Regions from separate parts of the Mus musculus genome. Here all the other regions are linked to region 3. A link is a contact called in public promoter capture Hi-C data. All regions are on one chromosome and are shown on one strand. Each heading gives the region's core, a stretch centred on a gene start, on an enhancer-like site or on the middle of the called end of the contact. The rest is flanking DNA. Distances are from core to core; before and after follow the strand shown.

Evidence for each region. Promoter capture Hi-C pulls out the DNA fragments that hold promoters and counts their contacts.
Region 1: a contact with region 3 is called in a promoter capture Hi-C map of second pharyngeal arch cranial neural crest, with 14 times the contacts expected there. The contact joins the enhancer-like site here to the promoter of Mc3r in region 3. A contact is called at or near these places in 7 of 39 promoter capture datasets (cranial neural crest, embryonic stem cells, frontonasal cranial neural crest and 4 more), 3 of 115 datasets of contacts at active chromatin or transcription factors (embryonic fibroblasts and embryonic stem cells) and 3 of 9 other capture datasets (adipose tissue, embryonic stem cells and liver).
Region 2: a contact with region 3 is called in a promoter capture Hi-C map of hippocampal neurons, with 4 times the contacts expected there. The contact joins the enhancer-like site here to the promoter of Mc3r in region 3. A contact is called at or near these places in 7 of 39 promoter capture datasets (cranial neural crest, embryonic stem cells, frontonasal cranial neural crest and 3 more), 2 of 115 datasets of contacts at active chromatin or transcription factors (embryonic forebrain and embryonic stem cells) and 1 of 9 other capture datasets (embryonic stem cells).

Annotation. Positions count from the first base shown.
Region 1 is chr2:170,918,016-170,922,317 of GRCm38.p6, forward strand. No RefSeq gene overlaps it. Among named protein-coding and RNA genes, the nearest start is that of Gm35033, 140 kb to the left of the region's middle. Within about 2 kb of position 1,771, at least 1 of the 459 cell types and tissues checked has an H3K27ac peak or open chromatin away from gene starts, as enhancers often do. A contact at or near this core is called in second pharyngeal arch cranial neural crest, where this site is marked.
Region 2 is chr2:170,765,495-170,769,359 of GRCm38.p6, forward strand. The region is part of intron 1 of Dok5 (docking protein 5); the gene reads left to right. Among named protein-coding and RNA genes, the nearest start is that of Gm35033, 8.4 kb to the right of the region's middle. Within about 2 kb of position 1,982, at least 25 of the 459 cell types and tissues checked have an H3K27ac peak or open chromatin away from gene starts, as enhancers often do. A contact at or near this core is called in hippocampal neurons, where this site is marked.
Region 3 is chr2:172,247,123-172,251,350 of GRCm38.p6, forward strand. It overlaps Mc3r (melanocortin 3 receptor), which reads left to right and starts at 1,370. Exons shown (of 1, transcript NM_008561.3): 1 at 1,370-3,992. The coding sequence starts at 1,738. The coding sequence ends at 2,709.

The DNA of each region.
Region 1 (4,302 bases), core at 521-3,020, 1.3 Mb before region 3:
CTAGCCACAACATCCAGAGCTTCCTGCCTCTGTCTCCCCAGATGAGGACTACAGACATATGCAGCCTCTGTTAGCTCATTGCTGAGTTTTGGTGAGTCAGACTCAGGTCTTTGTGCTTGCATGGAAAGCACCTTATAGACTGAACAATCTTTTGAGTGCTTGGTACATTGCTTCTGTATCGTGGCATGGGGTGGTGGATTGACCTCCACAGACACTGAAGACAGGAACTTGAATATTTGTCCAAGACTGCTGTGTGCCACATGCTGATGACCCATCTTTGAGTAAGCAAAACCTTTCTTTGCTGTGACTGACATACATTTTCCATGGTATGAAAGCAAGTTAGTAGATAAACATAAAAGCACTCGCACGTGTGGCCAGTGCTATCACTGTAAGAAGCCAAGAGAAAGCACAGAGTTGTAACGTAGGCCTTGTTTAACTTGTGAGAGGTGGCACTTGTAAAGTGCTGTTGGGAGACTTCCTAGGGATACATAGAGAAATGTCTGCTTCTTTTTTTAAAAGCATAGAATAGAGTTTATTCAGGGCATGGGGAGGGGAGTCAAGAGGGTAGTAGAAGCAGAGAAAGGCAGAGAGGTGGGCGGAGAGGGAGGGGGAGGGGGAGGGGGAAAGGGAGAGAGGGAGAGGAGGGAGAGGGAGGGTGGAAGAAGGGGGTAGGGGTAGGGGGAGAGGGAGGAGAAGGGGGAGAGGGAGAGAGAGAGAAGAGGCTTGCCATGAGCATGTGGAGAGAGGGGTGAAAAGAATGGGGAGAGAGCTGGAACTGGAAGGCAAGAGCAAGAGAGGAGCAAGAGAGAGCAAGAGCTGTCTGCTTCCTCTAAGGCGCTGTTTTAATTTCATTTCTGCTGTTGATACAAATACCCTGACAAAAAGCCATGCTGGGAATGAAGGGTTTGTATGCTGCAGTTCCAGGCTACAGTCTGTTATTCTGGGGATGTCAAGGCAGTGAATTAAAGGGTGACATCCACAGTCCAAAGGAGGGAGAGAGTACATTCAAGCTGCCCTCCTTGCTTGTTTGCCTGTTTGTACTCACATAGCTCTCTCCTTGCTTATATAGTTCACTACCCCAGCCATAGTGAATCAGGCTGGCCACAGGGTCTTCCCACATAAATTAACAATCAAGTCATAGATTAACAGCCCTCTTTACACATGCTCGCAGGCCAACCCAATGTAGAAAATTCCTCAAGATTCTTATTTCTGGTCACTCTAGGTTATATCAAATTGCAATTAACCAGCATAACTAATTCATGTTAGGCAACTTACCAACAGTCACACCCCTGAGGAGTCCTAATCCTAGGATGGACAAGTTGTAAAAATCTACGTGATTGGAACACAACCTAGGCTAGAAGCTCACCCAAGCCACTCATTGGTATCCAATATCATCTCAGAGAAGGAAGGGCTTTTTGTGAGACTCATGATGGCTTTGTGAGCCTTGTGAGCTACACAGGTTTCCTCCACAGGGAACGATAATAGACCCGATCTCACGAGGCCTTCATTCTGACTGACCCAGAAATAGCTACGTAATGTTGAATAAACACTCATTTAAATGGAAAGTAATTACATAGGTGCTGATATAAGAAGCTGCCAATAATACCACCAGACGTCTAGTATATTTGTGTCCAGGGTGAGCATTAATGTCCTTGGTGGGTTTTGGTGTTGAGACCCTGGTAAGAAGAAGTCCATTCAGGGCTTAGGTAACATATGGCTGCTCATCTGGAGGTTGAAAAGAGGAGGTGCTTAGCAAATCAAACAATTACGGAGTAGCTTTTTGGGACTGCAAAAGGGAGAAGCCACATGGTAGTAATTTGCAGCTCAAGTCTGCTAATGTCTTGCTCTGGGGCTTTGGCAGGCCACTTCACTAGCAATAATAATAATCATGATAGATACAGCCTATGAAATGATTTCTGTATATCCCTAATATTTTACATAAATTATTCATTTCCTCCTTAAACCCAGTCCAGCATGTGGAAGCTTTATATATAAATATTCATGTATATATACAAACAAATATGTTGTTATCAAAGAATAACATGACAATAATTATAACAGCTTATTGCTATTCAATTCATCATAATTACATGCTATACACTGGTCTAAGCACTTCATGGATATTCATAGCTCTATTTGTATTTCACCCTGAGATGGTCAGTGGTTGACAACAGTTAGATTAGAACCCCTGGATTAGATTGAAGTCCAGATCTCTTTTTGTTGCTCTTCAATGTGACTCCTAGGGCTATCTTAGTGTTTAATGGCTGTTAATTTGGTCTGAATAAATAACTTCCTGTTTGGCAGATGAGGTAGGGGTAGAAGGCCTGGCTAGTGGAGGTGGGTTACTGAGCCAGGCCTTGAGGATTCCAACCATGTTAGAATCAGCACTTGCTGATCCATCAAGATGGAAACAAATGATAGTCTCATGTCCTGCCTGTCGTGAGATGTTCTCAGCCACACTCTGGTCCCTCATCTTGCCTAAGGTTATATAGGTGTCCAGCCAAGGTGTGAACTGAGAGGGTCTGGATTCAGCCACTTAGTCCATTTGCTGTTTGGTTTACGGAGTTCTTGCTTTCCTCTGTTGCAGCACTAAGCCCCATGATGATCTTGAAGATTGTTTCTGGTTCTATACCAGAACTGCCCCACTACCTAGCATCATGAATTTCATGCTTACATTTGGGCGATGAGCTGGGGATGATAAATGGAAAGTGGAAAGACTTACAGATGTAGGCCAAAGAAAAAAAAGGCACTTGGGAAGGATCATCTAGAACGTCTCTTTCATGTGTCCTTTCTAGCTTGTAAGCATGCAATGGCTAAGAATTGACAGCTTTCCTACATCCATAGCCTACATCCTGGATGGACATGCAAGTTGACTACCTGTATCATGATTTGAATATGCAGTGTCCCTCACAGGTCCATGTCTGGTCTATACTTGGTCCAGTGCTCTTTGGGTAGGTATGGAAGCATTAGGGGTAGAAGGCCTGGCTAACGGCGGTGGGTTGCTGAGCCAGGCCTTGAGGATTCTAACCACGGTCGAATCAGCACGTGATGATCCATCAAGATGTGAATGAACAGTAGTCTCACAGCTTGCCTCTCATGAGATGCTCTTCAGATGGCTTCCACGTCAAATCAAAAGTGTGTACCTACAGAGAGGTCGTGGGCAGCACTTGCTTAGGTGGACATCCTGTCTTTGCTGGGGTGTGTGTGTGTTCATATCCTTGCAAACCTAGATTGTTTTCTACAGATGGGTGGTCAACAAAGTTATGTACAAAGCTGTATGGTACTCTTGTTGGAATTCCGTACTGAAGCTTCCCTAATGATGTGCTAGGTAGAAAAACAGGAAGTCAAGTCAATGGGCAATGTCACCGAGTCTCAGACCATAGTTTATCCTATTACTCTGGTTTGCATTCACTACAGCTTAAAGGATCTGGTTTATGTCTTTATTCAATTATCTGTCTCCTTCTGAAGAAACTTAACTAAAGCCACCTTCAGTGGCTCCAACTCTGGACACTCAGCAGTTATCCATACATTCGCGACTGATGGGTGGATGAGACACACACTTGTGTATTCTGCTTCTCCTTACTTCTGCTCCTGCCCAATCCCTGCTAGGAAACCAATATTCATAGATGAAACCTTATAAAACGGACCAAAGACTTCCTCATGTTCAGTATTTTCTCAGATCATTTTCTTAAGAAAAATGACCTACAGTAGCAGAATGTCTTAAAAAATATTTAATGGAATGGGAGAGACAGCTCAGGGGTTAAGAGTCCTTGCTGCTCTGCCAGAGGACTAGAGTTCTGTTTCCTGAATTCAGGTCGGGTGGCTCACAGCTGTCTGGAACTCTAGCTCCAGGAGATCTGACACCCTTTCCTGGCCTCCATAAGACATACGCTCACGATAAGTACTCATACACATGAAATAAAAATAAAGAACAAAGTTGTTCATCATTATGGATATTCCTCTTGCTCAGCATTGATGCAATAATCCATAATATGAATGAACCACCATGTTCATATCCCATTAGATTATTTAAAGCTGTTTTCATATAAACCATGTGGCCACAGACTTCTTGACTACATATCAACATATAGAACATGCGTATATACAATATGTGTGTGTGTTCTGCTTCATGTCAATATTCCAGAGCCCCAAATAGGATTCTATTACTTTTCTAATGTTACATAACCACTTATTACAAATGCAGCAAGCAAGACATCATAAGTACATGATTTCAGCATTCCTGGGAGCAAGAGCAGCTTTACTGTCTGCCCTGCTCAGGGACTTAAGAAGCTGCAACCAAGG
Region 2 (3,865 bases), core at 732-3,231, 1.5 Mb before region 3:
AGGGAAATCTCATGTATACTTCTAAAATAGAGTAAGCGCTGCAACATTGTCGTTGTGAAAAATTCCAAAGAATGCATATGTTCAGGTCCTCATTAGCTCTAATTGTCAACCTGACACAGCCTAGACATAGCCTCGTTGTCTGAGACAATATCCTTGATGGATAATTGAAGAATTGACTAGGTCAAGGTGGTCCTGCAGGCATGTCTGTGGAGGATCATCTTGATTATTAATTTGCCTAGGTTGGCCTATTGTGAGTGGTGCCATCCCTACACAGGTGGTCCTAGCCTTATATAAGAGAGCTCACTAGGCATGGACCTAGGCACAAATCGCCTACCTCTGTGGTTTCTGCTTGGGTCCCTGCCTTGACTTTTCTCAGTGGTAAACCCCACCCTAGATGTGTAAGCCAAACAATCCCTTTTCTCCCCTACATTGTTTTTGGTCAGGGTTTTTGTTACCGAAACAGAAGTGCAACTGGAATCATCTGCTAAGGAGGGGCCTTTAAGTGACAACCGACTAGCTAGCCAGGCATTCCCAGGAAACTTATTTTCTTGCATTTTCGGGATGCTTGAAGCCATCTTTCCTCCCTGGCTCTTGGCCAATCCTCCTCATCTGGATTTTTCAGTCATGTATCTTTTTACTCATCTTGTTTCTCTCTTCTCTCTAAGAATGCTCCTGGTGACAGCGGACCTGGCCAGACAACCCCAGGCACTCTCCACTCCAACACCTTTGACCTAACCCCACCTGTGAAGCATCTTTTCCCATCGTCACTGCAAGGCACAGCAGACTGAGCACAAGGCATAAGTCTGAGACAGATGTGATTGGCCATAGCCTGGGGTTGTCTTGGAGGCTACATTCCACTGTTGATGCTGTCTGATGACATCTAAGCTTTGGGGTGGCTAGAAGGAACCTAGCCATCTATGAAACTAAGATGTTCCAAACCCTGAGAGCTCACAGAGATTTAGGTCAGATACAAGGGAGAAAGATGAATGGCCATTAAGGAACCAATATGGTCCAAAATACTTTGGGCTGTGGACCGGTAGCATTCCAACTCTCCCCAGTAACAAAGTTCATGTGAACCAGTCTGTGTGCAGAATGTTTAACACAGAAGTGGCTTTTCCTGGGAACTTTAGTTAAGAGTGTAGACATCTTTGAGGAGACCCTTTTCCTGCTCACACAGCACATCCACAACACAACTGTCCTTTGAAACCTTATCCTTGGAAGTCTCCTACCAATTTCAGTTCAGAGACCCATTTGTAAATGTGTAGGAGCATGTTCCTGCTCGACTAATCCAGTTCGGAAAGTGAAATTCCTCACTAAAGAACAGTCATTTGTTCTATTGGTTGCCCGTGAACAATGAAGGGTGAATTAACGGAAGAGTCAATGAAAGGTGTGTGCAGCAACTTGAACTTGAACATGATGAGCATCTCTGAAGGAGATCCAAGCTTCCCAGAAACCCAGGATAGCCCAGGGGATAGCCTGGACTGCTTCTAGGCAGTTGGGTTTTTCCAGAGCAGGCGATCTTGAGGACTTCCTTGTCTGGGCGCAGCTTCTGACACAACCCATTGCTTCCTGATCCTACATACTGCTCACTCTCTGAGCAGACAGGGACAGCATAAAGAGATGTGTACGCCACAGTAAAATGTTCACTTGTGATGTGTCATGCTAAACCCGTAAGCTAAAGGTTGACAACGTCTCAGGGTGCAGCTCCTGTCTCCTCACTTCCCTGTGTGTAATTCCTTAAGAGCGTAGAAGTGTTTGTGGTTGTATAATCCTGTTAGGACTGGGAGAGGAGCTGTGTTTAAATATGCATTCTGGGCGCCATTGTCAGCCACGGAGACATATTTCATTGCAGCAGGAATATCTATGGACGTGCTTATGGTGCGGGGGTTGCTTTTATTCAAATGAGGATTCTAATTCAGTCTTCGAGAGAACTGAGCAACATTGTTTCAATGCTCGCCTCTTAGGAGATAGTAAGGGTGTGTTCTGCGGCTCTGTCTTATTTATAGAGGCCTATGCAGCAGATGGAGAGACACCAGAAAGGGAAAGGGCTGATTTCAGCTTAACCCTTTGGAAGCTCTCAGCTTCACTAGACCCGTTCTGACTTGCTTGGCATCTGATGGAGTCTGTGCAATAGCTCCAGAGCCTGATCTTGCTTTTGTAACATTCTCGGTAAGGCTTTCTTCATCGTTACAAACATCCAAGTCCCTTCGTGAGATGAGCTGACGTCTGGCTAAGGTGGTTTGATGTTTGCTGCATGCTCACACTGACTTAGGGTGTAGCTGAGATGTAAATGACAAAAATATCAATACAGATATGTCCTCACTTAGTCAACCAAGATATGCACACTAGGAAACCAGGATTTCTTTTACTAGACTGGCAAATACAGACTTCTCTCAGAATGCGCAGTCTTATCTTACACTGAAGTTTTTATTATGAGTTTTGAAACAGGGTTTCACATAGCCCAAGCCAAACATGTAGCTCAGGTTGGCCTTAAATTTATGATCCCCCTGGTCTCAGCTTCCTAAGTACAGAGAGTCCAACCTAACATTGATGCCTTTAGCATCCTTGCATCATCTTGCATCACTGCCTCTCCTCAGGTGATTCTCTTTCCCGCAGGTCTCTCCTGGACTTGAAAGTCCCTCCTAGTCTCTAATCTCTTGAAGCTGCACTTTCAGCGTCAACACTGCCACCTCTCTAGAGGTTTGCGTTTATACTCGTCTTCCAAGTTCTTTATGTTTGAGAATTCTGAAGTAATATCATGGTATCTAAACTCCCCATAGACTTAGTAGCCTGTACTTGATTAAAATATGACTTCCCACCTTTGTATAGTGTTTGCCCGCAAGCTTAAAGATTTGCTCCCTAATCCTCTGTCTATCCTGCTGCCACTGGGCTAACCCAGACTCAGTTATTTATTTATTTATTTATTTATTTATTTATTTATTTATTTTTTCACTTGGTATGATAGACAGAGGTGTGGGCTGTGACAGGTATCAAGTGCTATTTTGCATATTCATGAAGTGGGGGGTTGGTGTTCCCGTGCGATTTAGGCAACATGAGATTGAATGTCTCAGCCTCTGTGACTAAATTCTGGCTTTGCCATTCAAAAGCCTCTGTGGGGACTCAGCTCTTCCTTCTGTTTCTGAGCTGTAACCTCCTTTTTAGTCTAACGGACAAGCACAACCTTTCCTAGACAGGATTGAGTGTGTGGGAAGAGCACCGAGGTGCCCCTGGTGGTCTGCATGGCTGTGTAATGGATGTAATGGACCCTCCACAGTGAAGACACTACAATTCTAGTCATCCAGGTGATGGTGTTGGGGGCTGGGGCTCTTGGGAGGTTGCAAGAGCAGAGAGCCCTTAGGAGCCACCCTTAGGAGCCACATGGCAGCCCCTGTGAAGGAGGCTCAAGGACCTTTTCTCACGTGTGTCAACACGTCCCAGAGCTGTGACAAGCAATTGATGCTGCTTGTAAGCCACTCCTCCGTAGCCTCTGGTATGGCAGCCTGGGTGGACAAGGGTCTCCTCCCAGATCTTTGTGTGCACTAGGTCCTCCGGTAAGCTGTTCGTATGACTGCCCACCTGATGTTCTCAGTGACTTCTCTGTGATAGCTGCTACCAGATCTTACTTTGCCACGAGGAATTTGGGGCCTAGTTCGAGTCCACCCAGGTAGGCATCAACGTGTCCAGGTCTCCAACGTAAGTTGGCAGATTTTCAAAGTGTATGCGTTAGTTAATAATTTTGGGGTGTGCCTATTGCACTCTGATCTTTATTCTTTTGTATCAAGAAGACGAATGTTATGAAGACTGAAAGACATAAAAGGGGGGACAGCAGTGAGATGGCTCAGTGGCTAAAGGCTCTTTCCCCTCA
Region 3 (4,228 bases), core at 120-2,619:
TTCAGCTCATCTCCAAATCAGGTTGCAGTATGGGAATGTTTTCATGTGGTTTTATAAATACAAAACAAAAGAAAGTAATAAATCATGGTATCTTTCAAGTATATTAGTGGGCATAGCATGTAGGCAGGTTACAGCAAAGCTGGGGACTTCTTGCTCTGGGTTTCTGATGCTGTGTCGTGAGGTGGGGTGGGTGGGAATTGGTGATCTGCAAATTTATTACATTCCCAAAGGTCTCCCGTAGTAGGTGATACCCACAATATAATATTACATCACACACAGGATGGCTATTATATGGTCTAAATATAGCCAAAGATAGCTGGGAGATGTGGCTCGGTTGGTAGAGTGCCTACCTAGCATGCATGTAGCCTTGGGTTCAATCCCCAGCACCTCAGAAGCCAGGCGGGGTGATGTGCCTGCAATCCCTGCAGTCGGCACACAAAGGCAGGAGGATCAGAAGTTTAACCTTATCCTTGGCTTCATAGTGAGTTCAAAGCCAGCCTGGCATAGGTGATACCCTGTCTGCAGAAAATAAAATAGCCCAAGATAGTTTGGCCATGAATCTGTCACATCCCAACTTGACACAAACAGGAAACTTCTGCTCAGACCAGCCTACATCTCTACCAGGTCCAGATGCTGATGTAATTTAGAAAGTAGCAATGACCACCTCAGCCTCCAGAAATCATGCCCTGACCAATCAAGAGCCATCAACATTGGAGCCAAACACTCTCCTCCCATAGCAAAAAAGGTTGAGACTCCCCGAAGGGCCAGGAGCAGTTGACATACTTTAATAATAAACTATTTTTAAATGAAGGCATGCATATTGTGTCTTAGACTTATTAAATTGCACGTTTAATGAACTATTAGTGCAGGTTTCATTTTTATGTGTTCTTGGAAATAAACAAAAATTGGTGTAATTCTCGTGACTGTGTTACTTGCTTCTCTATGGAGTTCCTGGGTGACAGCTGCAATATTGTCAATGTGTGAGCACAATTCTCTGATTTCTCTTCCTCCATCCTAGACGCTGGTTGGCGGTGGCGGGGGTCGGGGGAAGGGCTGGGCCAGCGCTTCTCTTGTTTCCTTCTGTATTTCTTACACCCAGTGCAGACCTGACCCATACCAACCCACAAACGGCCAGCAGCAGAATGAATGCTGATCTCTCTTTACCGGGCAGGTCCGAACTACTCCTACACGAGCGCAGGTGAGCAGTCCGGACTGCAGGGGGCGCCAATCTGCTTCCTCATCTCCCCGGTGGAACCCGGAGCCCCGACCTGCTGTCAGTCAGACAGTGCCAGCTGCTCAGTGGTCATTTTGCTGCACTGGAGATGAAGTAGGAGTTCCGATGCATAAAACCCGAGTGCTCTCTCTTCTCACATCTAGCGTCAAGTCCCACAACCCCTGGCTCGCTAGAAGTAGAGCTGTAACTGTAGCAACGGGTGTCGGGTGGGGATGAGAGAAGACTGGAGAGAGAGGGTCAGAGCTAGAGGGGATGAGGCAGGCTGATCAGACTCTGCACTGATTGCTGGAGACCGCAAAGGAAAGTTCTTTCTATGTCTCCAAGCCCCACTCCCTCTCTATCTATCTATCTATCTATCTATCTATCTATCTCTCCCTCTCTGGAGAAACTAAAGTCTAGACTGGACAGCATCCACAAGAGAAGCACCTAGAAGGAGAATTTTCCCCAGCAGCTTGCTCAGGACCCTGCAGGAGCCGCAGCTGGGACTGGACCTGCTGTTAACCATGAACTCTTCCTGCTGCCTGTCTTCTGTTTCTCCGATGCTGCCTAACCTCTCTGAGCACCCTGCAGCCCCTCCTGCCAGCAACCGGAGCGGCAGTGGGTTCTGTGAGCAGGTCTTCATCAAGCCGGAGGTCTTCCTGGCTCTGGGCATCGTCAGTCTGATGGAAAACATCCTGGTGATCCTGGCTGTGGTCAGGAATGGCAACCTGCACTCTCCCATGTACTTCTTCCTGTGCAGCCTGGCTGCAGCCGACATGCTGGTGAGCCTGTCCAACTCCCTGGAGACCATCATGATCGCCGTGATCAACAGCGACTCCCTGACCTTGGAGGACCAGTTTATCCAGCACATGGATAATATCTTCGACTCTATGATTTGCATCTCCCTGGTGGCCTCCATCTGCAACCTCCTGGCCATTGCCATCGACAGGTACGTCACCATCTTCTATGCCCTTCGGTACCACAGCATCATGACAGTGAGGAAAGCCCTCACCTTGATCGGGGTCATCTGGGTCTGCTGCGGCATCTGCGGCGTGATGTTCATCATCTACTCCGAGAGCAAGATGGTCATCGTGTGTCTCATCACCATGTTCTTCGCCATGGTGCTCCTCATGGGCACCCTATATATCCACATGTTCCTCTTCGCCAGGCTCCACGTCCAGCGCATCGCAGTGCTGCCCCCTGCTGGCGTGGTGGCCCCACAGCAGCACTCCTGCATGAAGGGGGCTGTCACCATCACTATCCTGCTGGGTGTTTTCATCTTCTGCTGGGCGCCTTTCTTCCTCCACCTGGTCCTCATCATCACCTGCCCCACCAATCCCTACTGCATCTGCTACACGGCCCATTTCAACACCTACCTGGTTCTCATCATGTGCAACTCCGTCATCGACCCCCTCATCTACGCCTTCCGCAGCCTGGAGCTGCGCAACACGTTCAAGGAGATTCTCTGCGGCTGCAACAGCATGAACTTGGGCTAGGATGCCCGTGGAGGTGTTCCACATCCAGCCAAGAGACAAAAACAACGCTCAGACGGGACGTAAAAGGGTGTTAGGAGCTGGAACTGTGCTTGGCTTCGTCTGTAAGCTCGTGGCCCTTTGCAGACGGGACACGGCGTAGGATGGGCTGTCTGTGAGGATCTGTGTGTGGGTAAGTCAGTTTGATCTAGCACATAGCCTGGAAGAATCAGGCAAAGCAGCCCTGAGTGTCATCTGTGTTCATTGCTAGGCACCCAGGGTTTGTGGCCCCTGCCTGCTTATTGGCTTTGTACCAGTAACTGTGCTTCAAGCCAACCAGACCGGAGGGCTCTCGTGAGCAGAAAGAGTGCTTAGACTTCCGGCAAGCATCCTGGCTCACAGCGGCCACCTCCTGACCACTACCGGGAGAGCTTTGCACATATTCTGTGGGAGATTGAGTGAAGCCCTGAAAACAATGTGATATTTGCTGCTCCCTTCCAGAACTTACATCTGTGCCAGCCTCCCCGAACCCCTGCACAGAGACATGACCCCCTTCTCCCTGTGCCGTTGTCATGGTTGTTATTATTGTTGGAGTTTTGTTCGTTAAAATCTAAGCTTCAAACCTAATACATCAAAGCGCTCTAGTCAGTGAGAGGTCCTAGGATCCTGGCCACTGCAAGGTAGATGTTACTCTTTAAAGAACAAAGCAAGCAAGCAAACAAACAAACAAAACGATGGTCTTCTACTGTTTCGTCTCTGCCTTTCAAACGCGAAGAAAGTGCAGGCAGGAAGGTGTGCGTTTCACTAGAAACTGCCTTGCTGCCGTTGGTGATCATTTGAGCAGCTGGGTCTGCCTCCTTGTTCTCTCCTTACTTACTCCCAAGCTCCTTTCCGGCTCCTGGTAAGTGCGTTGTCTATCAAATGGTTATTTTAACATCATTTATAAGAGAGGCTGTCTTGGCTGTTGCTTCTTTTGCTAGATGCCGTGTTAAAGTCAAATGACCCTGTCGGCAACTTCTGTAACCCTGTCAAGTAAAGCAGTCACTCCCACCACTGCGGGGCAAGAAGATGCACATACAGGCTTGCTGTATAACACCGCTGTGTGCTGCTGGCAACAGCCAGATCCCTTCTTGCCCTAGACAACTTCAGCTCGTGATATCTCCCTCGGTCTGTGTTCTCCTGCTCTTGAATACATGAGGTGGAGGGACCGTGCTTGAGTTTCTCCTGCTAGCATGATACAGACATCATTTCTCTCTTGCTTTAATCGTGATGCTTGGGAGATAATAAAGGCTTTGGTTTCAGTGACCATAAAACACGTGTGAGATTGTGGTGCGCCCCCGGAGTCACCCTGTGCATCCCACAAACAGACACAGCACAGGATCCATGCAGATGGTATTAAAAGAGTGTTGAGGGCAGGGGAGGTGGGTCGGTGGTTAAGAGCGTTGGCTGATCTTGGCAGAAGGCTGGGGTTCCATTCCCAGAGCCCACATCGTGGCTCAGAACCATTTGTAACTCTAGTTCCAGGTCTGACGTTCGTTTCTGG